Linked DNA regions of Oryctolagus cuniculus: region 2 is linked to region 1. The links are chromatin contacts, called in public Micro-C maps. All regions are on one chromosome and are shown on one strand. Each heading gives the region's core, a stretch centred on a gene start, on an enhancer-like site or on the middle of the called end of the contact. The rest is flanking DNA. Distances are from core to core; before and after follow the strand shown. Region 1 holds the start of IFT20 (intraflagellar transport 20). Region 2 holds the start of PHF12 (PHD finger protein 12).

Region 1 (5,617 bases), core at 2,312-4,811:
AGAATCAACAAGATGCACTCTCCCTTCCCCAGCCCCCCTGCATTCCTGGCCCAAGATGCCTCGATTCTGGGAAGGAAACTGCAAACTCACCTTCACTCTGGCTTTCAAAACACAAAACCAAAACAACATTTACAGTTGCAAAGGGGAGGCAATGCTGATCACATCTAGCTAATTCCAAAACCCGGGTCATCCAGAGGCTACCCACAACTGGCCCTGCGCCAGCCCCAGCCCTCTCTCCCTCAGCCTCCCGTTTCCCCTCCCACCTGCCTTAGCTCCCTCCTGAGTGGGGTGATTCTGGGAGTGAGCACCCCAAGGTGTGCCATGGGAGGAGCAATGGTCGGGAAAGAACAGGTCTCACTGGGGCCAGAACTTCTGAATTCCAGAAGGAACAGCAATCTGATACCTAAGCATCAAAAATTGTAAGGAGCAATGCAGTCCAATGCAGCGGGCCAGCCACGGCTGCCTGCACGACCCTGGCCTCGCGAATCCACTGAAACCTTGTATTTGTTTTTATTCAAAAGCCAAGAGATAAATGGAGAGAGAGCTTCCATCTGCTCTGGTACTCCCCAAATGCCTACAACCACCAGGGCTGGGCCAGACCCAAGCCAGAAGCCTGGATCCCAGTCCAAGTCTCCCACACGGGGTGGCAGGGACTCCGATACGTGAGCCGTCACCTCTGCCTCCCAGGGTGCACATCGGCAGAAACCTCGGTCGGAAGCAGAGTGGCTGAGTCCAGAACCAGGTGCTAGATGCGCGATGCAGGCGTCCCAAGTGGTGGCCTGGCCACCACACCGACGCCTGCCCGTTTTTAAACACTTCAGAGTTTCCTTAACAGCAGACTTCTGTAGACCATCTGTCATCCAGCCTGCTCTGTCGCACTTACACACAGAGTGTGACAGCCAGCAGGCGATTCATCAGACCAGCTGCTGCGAGAGCTTCAAGTGGCGGGAAGGAGCAAACACGCCTCAGCTCCTGTCCCCTGCGCCGACAGCAACTCTACAGCGCCTGCTCTGGGGCAGGGCAGTGAAGGAAACGTCTCTGGACTGCAAACCAAGGACCCCGCACCCTGGTAACGGGGTGAGCAGACGCTGGGCTGGGTGTGCAGCTGCAGCAGAGGAGGAGCGCGGAATTCAGAGGGCCCTGTAGGCGAAGGCCTTCGGAAAAAGTCACAGCGAGACCTACAGGACGCCCAAAACTCCGCTGAGAGCAGTGGGCAAGGAGGTAGCTCAAGCAGCGGAAAAGCTCAGGGGCCGGCGCTGTGGCGCAGCAGGTTAGAGACCCGGCCTCAGCGCCAGCATCCCACGTGGGTGCCCATGTGAGTCCCGGCTGCTCCACTTCCGATCCAGCTCTCTGCTATGGCCTGAGAGAGCAGCGGGAGATGGCCCAAGTCCTTGGGCCCCTGCACCCAAGTGGGGGACCCAGTGGAAGCTCCTGGCTTCAGCCTGGCCCAGCTCTGGCCATTGCAGACATTTGGGGAGTGACCAGAGGTGGAAGATCTGTCTCTACCCCTCTAGCTCTTTCAAATAAATAAATATTAAAAAGGAAAAGTTTATGTACGAGTCCTGAGACAAAAGAAATCTGATGCATTCCAAGGACTGAAGGCCAGTGTGGCTGACAGGTGAACAAGACGGAGAGTGGGACAGGGAGACCACTCGGGGAGCTGGCACTGAACTGCAATAATGTCTTTTTTTTTTTTTAACCTGTCAACATATGTTTTATTTATTTATTTGAAAGGCAGAGTTACAGAAAGACAAAGGCAGAGAGAGAGAGAGAGAGAGAGAGAGAGGTCTTCCATCTGCTGGTTCACTCTACAAATGGCCACAACGGCCGGAGCTGGGCCAATCCGAAGCCAAGAGCTTCTTCCGGGTCTCCCACATGGGTGCAGGAGCCCAAAGACTTGGGCCATCTTTTACTGCTTTCCCAGGCCACAGCAGGGAGCTAGATCAGAAGTGGAACAGCCAGGTCTTGAACTGGCGCCCTTATGGATGCCGGCTCTGCAGGCGGCGGCTTACCCGCTATGCCACAGCACCAGCCCCACAATAACGTCTTAACAGTAAGGAGCAGCCAGCAGATTCTCAGCAGAGTGACACAATCATTGGGAAAGACCACTCTGGGGGCCAGCATTGTGACACACTGGGTGATGTCAGCATCCCTTATCAGTGCCAGTTCAAGTCCCAGCTGCTCCTCTTCCGATCCAGCTCCCTGCTAATGGGCCTAGGAAAGCCCCTGCATCCACATGGGAGACCAGGATGGAGTCCCAGGCTCCTAGCTTTGGCCTGGCCCAGCCCCACTGTTGCAATCATTTGGGGGGTGATCCAGCATAGCAAAGATTCTCTAACTCTACCTTTCAAACAAACAAATCTTTTTTTTAAAATAATCACTCTGGGGGCTAGCACTGTGGCACAGTAGGCTAAGCCGCTGCCTGCAGTGCCAGCATCCCTTTTGGGCGCCGGTTTGAGTCCTGGCTGCTCCACTTCTGATCCAGCTCTCTGCTATGGCCTGGGAAAGCAGTGGAAGATGGCCCAAGTGCTTGGGCCCCTGCACCCGTGTGGGAGACCTGGAAGAAGCTCCTGGCTCCGGATCGGCGCAGCTCCGGCCGTTGCAGTCATCTGGGGAGTGAACCAGCAGATGGAAGACCCCTCTCTCTGTTTGTAACTCTACCTCTCAAATAAATCTTAAAAATAAATAAAAAACCACTCTGCCTCAGAAGACCAGGAAGGCGAGCACACCTACTGTGTTCATCACTGCAACCCTAGCACCCAGCACGGTGCCTGCACAGTCGGCACTCCGTGGACATCTGTGGGATGACCAGTGGCTGTGCAAGCAGCCGGAGGCCACTACAGCAGCCCAGCACCTGGAGGCCGGCGTTCTGGGTTGAGATGTTTCTGTAAGTCGATTTGCTAGGACTTAGAGGGGCTTGACTGGAGGAGGGGATGAGTGAAGCGGTCGGGCATGAATCCCTTGCACCTGGGAGGGGTAGCTGAATGAGTCACCTGAGACGGGAGAAGGGTTGAAGGAGAGGCTTCCCAGCTGCCCATCAGATTCCATCCCAATTCCCACTACACGCGGCGGAGCGCCGGGGTGAGGGCGGAAACGCCTCACCACGATCCATGCTTGGCATCAGGCACAGGCCCCGTTCCTGGGGTTGGAGGAAGCACGAGGCTGAGTCCGGAGGGCCTGACACTGTCTTTACTGCGCAAACCCGTTGGATTTACACGAGTCCCCGCTTCCTAAGACCACGCTCAAGCTCCAGGCCCAACCTGAGTGTGAAACGCTCGCGAAGGGACGGGCGGAATTCCTAAGTTTCTTTCAGCCTGGAACAGCCTTTCCTCAACAGCGGGTCTGTCCAGTTCCTCTAGACCCAGCTGCCCCCGACCCGAGGTCACGACCTACCTGCCCACCCGTAGCGGTGGTGCGCTGCGGCCCAGGCTGATGTTGACAGGCAGCTCCTCTCGGCGGTGGGCAGCAGTCAGTGCCTGGCCGGCTCGCCTCTCCTCAGCCGCTGCCACGGCTACAAAACCTGTTTATCCACAACGTCACTTCCGGACACCGGAAGCACTCACACCCGTTCATCCTACAGGGCCTGCTGGGAAACAGAGGCCCGAAGGGAAGGATGACTGCCTACAAGATCCAGAGGCCTTTGCGCCTGCAGGGCTACCGGAAGTGGCTATGCTCTTGCCCGGAAGATCCTCCGGGAATTTCCGCCTCCCCTCCCTGTTAGAGTGCTGTGCATGCCGGGCTTTGTAGTCTCAGGCTTATGGCCCGCTGCTCCGGGAGGAGTCGACCGGCGCAGGATGTGAGCTCACAGCTCGGGATTGCTGGCGGGCAGGCAGCCACAGGTCAGAGACGGCACGGAGTTCGCTCGCCCCCCAGCTGAGAGGAGAGGAGCCCCCGGCGACGGTGAGAGTCGGGCCTCGGCTGGAGCAAAGACTGCCCGCCGGGTCCTGGGAAGCAGGGGTGGGACGGCGCAGCGGAGATGCAGAGCTGGTCTCGGTTCCTTGGTAGTGAGGGGGGCGGGCTGGGCAAGAGCCTACGCTGGCCACGGGAGAGGCTGGCCGTGGCCGAATTTCTCCAGGACCTTGCAGCCTAAGCCTCACACCTAGGATTTCTGCTGGGTCCACCCTCTATAGCCAAGATCAGCTCACGGCTTCCCCAACACCCACCCGCCCCCGGCCCCCCGTGCGTGACGGGTTTCTAGATCCTTCTTCCTTTGGGATCCAACCGCGGTCCACCGCTTTGGTTGTCTGCCTTTTGTTCGCAGAGTGGGAAATGGATCCGCCCCTAGCCCCAGGCATCCCCAAATACCCACAAAGTCCGGAAGGAAGAGTATTGAGTGGAAACTTCATTGTCGCTGGAATTACTTTCTGGGGCGGCACCTGCCGCAGGATTCCTGGAACTCATTGGTCTGAATGGAATCTGAGCTGACGTCAGCCAGGAACAGTTGCTTTGCAGGAAAGGAATAGATTAGCTGTGGATTTGTCTTCCTCTCCTGGCAAACCGCAGGCTTTCAGTACCTTTGCTTTGGGAGAAAATGCATGTGTTTTCTTTGACCTTGTTAAAAACTTTTCCTGGGTGGACTGATTGGTTTGGAGTCGGTGGGAGGTTAGGTCATCCGCTGTCCCAGTGGAGGTCTCGGCAGACTCCTGTTGAGGGCTTTTCTCATCCACACCGCATGCCTGCACAGTTCATCACTTCACAGGACACCCACTCTGGCCCTTTTGGGACATTCTTCCCAGGGACCTGCCTAAATCTTTTCAGGGACAATTTCAATCTGACGAACTGCCATGGACTTCAAAAGGTTCGTGGGAAGTCAAATTAAGAAAAATTTATTTTGGTGGAGAAAACATCTTGAAATCCATGTATAAAAGTGCAGGCCAGTGTGCAGAAAGACCGCGTGCGGAGTGGAGCGGCACAACTGGGGACACCAGTGCCATTTGTGGGCTGCACTTGGCGAGGCACACCGTCAGCTCCCGCGTGTGAGCATGGAGGGAGAGGATTCTGCCTTTTCTCTGCCTCTGTTCCCCCTGTGCTCCAAGTCTTCACCACTTTATGCCTGCACTACTGCTTCCTCTGGTCCTCCCACGGCCTCTGCACCCTTACAATCCATTCTCTACACCGCACCCAGAAGTATGGTTGCGATTATCTCACTCACCTGCTTAGAACCCTCCAGTGGATTCCTGCACTGCACTGCACTTGAAATAAAGCCCCAGCTCTTGGGCACCAGCTAGTACCCGCCTGCCTGCCTGCCACGGAACCAGAGTCAGTGCCAACTCCTATTTTCCTTTTTAAGTTCGTTAACATGAGGATGCTTAATTGAACTCCTTGAAAGCAAAGACTGTATTTTTCATTGTTCCCTACTGTTTCACAGGGTTGGCAGTCAGTAGTTTCACTGCTAAATGAATTAAATAATATACATTAAATGCCTAGAATAGTGCGTGGCACATGAAAACGCGCCTTAAGAGTCAGCTATGACATTCTCTTTAGATGAATTTTAGCGCTTCTCTAGGAAGCCAGAAGCATAATGTGGACTTGCAGTCGCGAGGGTGACTGGGTGGCTCCCTCCGCTCCTCCCGCCTGAGAGCTCCTGTTAGTGCTTTAATTTATACATCATGGCTGG
Region 2 (5,617 bases), core at 1,222-3,721, 550 kb after region 1:
GGGCGGGGGGGGGGGGGAGGAGGAAGCGCACAGCTTTCCAGTTCTCAGCTCCTTAAAAATGCCTTTTTGGCTCCATCGCATACAAGGCTACCCCTGCAGCTAAGAATTTTGCGGCCAAGGGCTCCTCGATCCGGGAAGGAGAAGTGAAATCGCAGCCCAAGGGCAATTTTAATTGTCTAACCCGGCCCGATTTCCTAAGAGGCAGCAGCGGTGGGGAGGGGGGGCTGCGGCGGAGGGGGGAAGTAGCTCCAAGAGGCAACAGGGGGCAAACGGAGGCAGAGAAAGGGGACCAAAGCGGCGAGATCCCAGCCCCGGCCTTCGAGGAGCTTCTGCAGAAAGGACTCCGGAGTTGCCCCCACCGTTCTCCAAGAGACGTTTGCAAATCATATATGCAGCCAAAATGGCGCTGAGAATAAAAATATAATTTAAAGGCAGGTCGCCATATTGTAAACAGAGAGGCAAAGAAGAGGCCGACTCGAGCCACTCTCCGTTTCTTCCACAGCGGCAAACGCCGGGCAGCGGGGCCTGCACCAGAGCAGCGCGGGCGGCCAAGGGCTCCGCGCACCCACCCGGAGGAGAGCCCGGCCGGGCAGGAGCCCCGAGAGCGGCGGGCGCGCGGGCAGGCAAGCGGCTCTGGGCCCGGAGCTCCTCCCCTTCCTCCCCCGCCACCTCTGGCCGTGCCCGGCCGGCTCGGTCCCAGCTCCCCTGCGACTTCCAATCCCAGATGGGGCTCTCCTCATTCCTCCCAACCCCCACCTCGGGGTCCGGGCTCGACGCTGCTCCTCCCCGCCGCTCCCCCCCCCCCCCGCCCCGAAACGGCCAGATCCCGGCAGACACCTGGGGGCGGGGAGGCGCTCGCCCCAGCGGCTGCAGAGAGTCAGCTAGCGGCTGCAGGCGCCCGTTATTTCGGCAGGCAGGGGCAGGCCAGGTGAAGGAATGTGCGGAGAGCGGTCCGCCGAGGGGCTCGAGAGGAGGCCAGCCCTTACCAGCACTGGAGGTGGAAGGCGGCCGGGCAGTGGTCGCAACACAGGAGATCTCCACCTTCCTTGCAGCTATCGCAGCTGTCGTGGTTGGTGGCCCTGCCGCTTCTCCGCGGCTCCTTCTCAGGCTTCCGACTCCGCTTTTCCGCCTCGTCCGTCTTGGGGGGAGCCAGCAGAGCTTGGATTTGCTGCACACACATACAAACGGCGTGTGTGCACACTCGGAGCTCCCGGGCGGCCCGTCGACCCCCCGGCGCGGCTACTCCGTCACCCACCCCTCTCCCCCCTTTTGTCCTTCTTCCTCCCATCCAGGCTGCTCCCAGAACCGCTCAGCCCCCGGAACCAGGGGGAGCCCACCCCAACCGCGTTTCTGCAGCACAACAACGAGCGCAGCTTCTTCCAAATGGGGAGGATCAGGGTAGGGGGATGGGGAGAGGGTGCGCGGTTCCCTTCTCGCCACTTCCTTGTATGGACAGTGGGGGACTCCAAAGCCTGGCTCGGGAGAGGCCCGAAGCCCGGTACCCGGACGTGCGGGAGGAAGCACAAAGGGGCCGACAAGAAGGGGGTGGGGAGGCCCGCCGGTGCAACGCGATGGAGTGGGCTGGCGCCTCTGGAAAGCGAATCGAGGGCGGCGGGTAGGTGAAACTGCTGCAAACGTCCTCGGCGGCTGAGCTCAGCCCCCCGAATCGCCGAGATGGGAGGGAGAGGCTGAGCAGGGAAGAAACCCCCCTCCCCTGGCCCTCTGGCGCTCCGAGCTCAGGCCGGCTTTGTGGGGCGGAGGGCGGAGGTTCCCTCCCGGCGCTGGGGGAAGGGGATGAGGAGGGCCACTCTTACCTCCATCAGCCCCCCCGACGTGTCCAAGTCGTACACGATCGTCTTGGTCTCCATTTTCTCCCACATTCATCCACCTCCCGGGCTGGGCGCTCTCTGCTCCGGCCCCCCCAACCCCGGGGGGAGGGGGGAGGCGGGGGGAGGGGGTGCTCCTGACCCCGGCTCCCCTTCTTTTTTCCCAACACGGGTCCCGACTTCCTCGCCCTGGCTCCCCCCCACCCCCCGGCCCCCAGTCCCTGGGACGGCAGCGTCCTCCCCGCGGGCCGTGAGGGGGGAGCGGCCCCTCAGCCCCGGCCCGGCGGCTGGCTGCACAGTGGGTCCCGGCTCCGGGGGTCAGGCCTCGGCGGGGCCTAGTCCCACAGGCTAAAGCCGGCGCTGGCGACCGCTGGTCCGGCCGGGAAGGCTGGCGGGCGCTGCCATCCCGGGGTTAGGGGGATCGGAGGGGGGGGTGAGAGGTTAGGTGAGGTTGTGGTACGTGAGGTGACTGGGGGGGAGGGTGATGGGGGGTGGTCCCCGGGCTCCGCCTCTCGCCGCCGCCGCCGTCTGCGTCCCGGCTGCCGCGCACTTGGCGCAAACTTACCGCGAGCGCCCGCAAAGCCACCCGCGCAGGCGCCCGGGGATCGCCGCTCGCCGCGCGCAACCGCAGTGACAGCCGGCGGCCGGGCTCCCGCGCAGCCGCGGTGAGGGGGTACCCCCCAGCGCGCAGCCGCGCTGGCATTCGTCTGGAGCCCCGGAGCCCCGCCTTCCTGCCCTGCGCCAGCGTACTGAGATAAAAGGGCGGGACCCGAGGTCTCGCGCAGGCGCCTGAGGAAGCTCCTAGGGGTCACAGCGCAGCCGCAGGAACCCGAGGACTCTTCATCCATTGGTGTTTGTGTGCAGACCGAGAGGGCTCTGTTCCCGCGCAGGCGTGTTGGGGATGCTCCCCTCCCGCCCCATAACACAACCGCCTCCCGCGCAGGCGTATCGTCACCTGCAGGCCCTCAAAGAAAGCTGCTCCTTTCGCCATTTTAGTAATGGGATAAGGGCTGCCGTGTCCTTGTAGTCCTCAAGCATGAACAGGAAGGGGCAAGGAATGTTGGACAGAGCTGGTAGGCTGCTGGTGATGGCAGTATTCATAGAGGTGTTGGACTGGACAGTTGGTTCCAGCGTCAGGTGTGGCTGGACCAGGCCGCCATGTTGATAAAGAGAAAAGAAAAGCCAGTGCGACAGAAAGCGACGCTTTGGCTGGGTGGCTGCCGTCCCCACTTCCCTCCTGCTCCCGACAATTAAATTTAGAACGAGCATCCCTGCCTTGCGTGGTGATGGCACCATGGAGACTTCCGCCTGCCCGTTACCACCCTCTCTCGACCACCGTTCTGAGAACTGCTCAAGAGGCTTAGAGTTTGTAATCCCTGACAACGCCCAGCTACCGGCCCACAGAGGACTCCCACTCCCAGATTGCAATGCGCAGGGGGTCCAAAAGGGCGGACGGGAGCGCATGGCACCCTGGGAGCAAGCATCGCGATGGGTCTGATGGACTGTGGGAGTCGTAGTTCCGTGAGCTTGAAACGCACTATACTGTAGGAAGGAAGGAAAGGAGTAATTCGCTTGTCGGGAAGATGCTTTTGAGAATTTCCGTGCTGCATGCTGGGATTTGTAGTCTTAGGGCCTCACCTCGAATTCTGGGCGGGGATGCATGCTCTCTTCCAGGGCGCTCGCCCTTCCCCTTGCTATTGCCCGCAGAGGTGACCAGTTATTGCTGCCCAACGGTAGATGAAGCAGTGAAGAAGGGAACCGCATCGTTGTGCCTAAAAGTGGGCGTTTAAGTAGCATGATTGACAGCGGTGTCCTGCCCATGTCTAATGTTACGGCACACGCATTCTCAGAGTCATAAAACTGAGAGGGGCCGAGAGACCATCTGATTTCATTCTCGTCTTTCCAGAGGCACAGAGAGGCCGCATAATGAATTTATGGCAGACGTGGGAATGAAACTTTTTTTTCAATTGCTTCTCTCCCCCCTCCCCCTTTCTCTCTCTCTCTCTGAACGAATTTGATCCCCAGGCCAGACACTGTCCACTACAAGATACTAACTGCACCTGGGACAATAAGGAAGATAAGTTATGTAGAGTGGGAATGCCAGTGTGTGGAATTTTAAGATTTTTCGTTTTTAAAATGACTTCTCTCTTTTCTGATGACCCTCTTAGTGGCTGGAAGGAATAATAAAATCATGGGGAGGAGGAGTGCTGGAGAACAAAGGTGAACAGGCTGTTCTAACCTCAGCTGACAATAGGCCATAGCGGCTTCGGGCCAGAGAGCTCCTCAAAGAACTGAGTTAAACTGCTTGTATGGAAGGGATCAGACCTCTCAGAAGTTGGAACCTCATGTGCCCTTTCTCACCGGTTCCCTTCCCACTGCTCAGGGCCCACCTGTGCTGCTATGTCAGCCTGAAGACATGCCGGGGCAGATAAATAAGCCATTTCCAGTAAGCAAGGCTTCACTTTGATCAACATCAGCTACAGCTGAGAACAGGAGAGACCCTGGACTAATGAGGGGGAAAAGACTTTGTTCTGTTGGCAAATGCCAGGGGGAATGAATCCCCCCACACACCTTCCTCTTGTTGGAACTTGGAAGATGAGCTCAGGCGGTGGGTGGGGGTGGGGGTGGGGGTGCAGGAATTGATGCCACCTTGGAGAGCTCCGGCTGTGCTGTTCCTAGGGGAGTGAGGAGAGCAGGTGGGATACGGGTGCCTTTGGAAGTGACCTCTTGTGGCTACTCTAGGCACTGCACTCTGCAGGACGAATTTCCCTGGCTTCAAGGTGGCTCCTTTGAGAGCCAGGAAGTGGGCAGCATGGATGATTAAGACCTCCCAGCTGGAAGCCTGTGAAGCGGAAGGCGCTGATGCTACTATTGTTTCAGGGATTTCTGTTTTCTGGTTGCTTTTTGAGTATTACCGGCGCTGTGGGGTAGGGGCTAAACCTCCACTTGTGGCACTGGAATTCCATATGGGTGCCGGTTTGTGTCCCGGCTGCTCCTCTTCCAATTCAGCTCTCTGCTATGGCCTGGGAAATCAGTAGAAGATGGCCCAAGTGCTTGGGCCCCTGTACCTGCGTGGAAGACCTGGAAGAAACTCCTGGCTCCTGGCTTTGGATCGGCTCAGCTCCAGCCATTGCAGCCATTAGGGGAGTGAACCAGTGGATGGAAGACCTTCCTGTCTCTTTCTCTCTCTCTCTCTGTCACTCTACCTCTCAAATAAATAAATAAAATCTTTTTTTATAAAGAAAGAATTATTTATTTGAAAGGCAGAGTGACAGAGAGAGAGAGGAACAGAAAGAGATCTTTCATCCACTGGTTAACCACCCAAATGGCCACGGTGATCGGGGTGTTGCTGGGCCAAGCCAGAGCCAGCCTGGAGTCAGAAACTCTATTCAGGTCTCCCGCATGGGTGGCAGTGGCCCAAGTACTTGGGTTATCACCACTGCCTTCCCAGGAGCATTATCAGGAAGCTGGATACCGGGCCGAGTAGCCAGGAACCAATTTGGCACTCTGATATGAGATGCTGGCTTCTCAGGCAGTGGCTTAATCCACGGTGTCACAAATGCTGCTCCCTCTGTCTTCTGACTTCATGTGAGTCCCTACTGCTCGCCTCTTGTCCGTAGTCCAGACAACAGCTATGCAGGGCACACCTCGAAGTGTGAAATATCTATGCTGGAGGCCAATGCTGGACAAACACTTTCGTCTCAGACTTAGCTGAAGACCACAGGGAAGCAGCTCTTGCCCAGCACCTCGTTTGAGAGCCCAGGGGTAGAGATTTTGCATAATGTAGGAGC

The links. Hi-C and Micro-C count contacts between places; a contact is called where the count stands out from the background.
Region 2: a contact with region 1 is called in a Micro-C map of ear pinna, with 4 times the contacts expected there. The contact joins the promoter of PHF12 here to the promoter of IFT20 in region 1. A contact is called at or near these places in 2 of 6 Hi-C or Micro-C datasets (ear pinna and psoas muscle).

Annotation. Positions count from the first base shown.
Region 1 is chr17:43,884,173-43,889,789 of mOryCun1.1, forward strand. IFT20 (intraflagellar transport 20) reads right to left here and starts at 3,562. Exons shown (of 6, transcript XM_051824622.2): 1 at 3,394-3,562. TNFAIP1 (TNF alpha induced protein 1) reads left to right here and starts at 3,699. Exons shown (of 7, transcript XM_002718932.5): 1 at 3,699-3,900.
Region 2 is chr17:44,437,453-44,443,069 of mOryCun1.1, forward strand. It overlaps PHF12 (PHD finger protein 12), which reads right to left and starts at 2,472. Exons shown (of 15, transcript XM_002718916.5): 1 at 1,815-2,472; 2 at 987-1,168. The coding sequence starts at 1,880.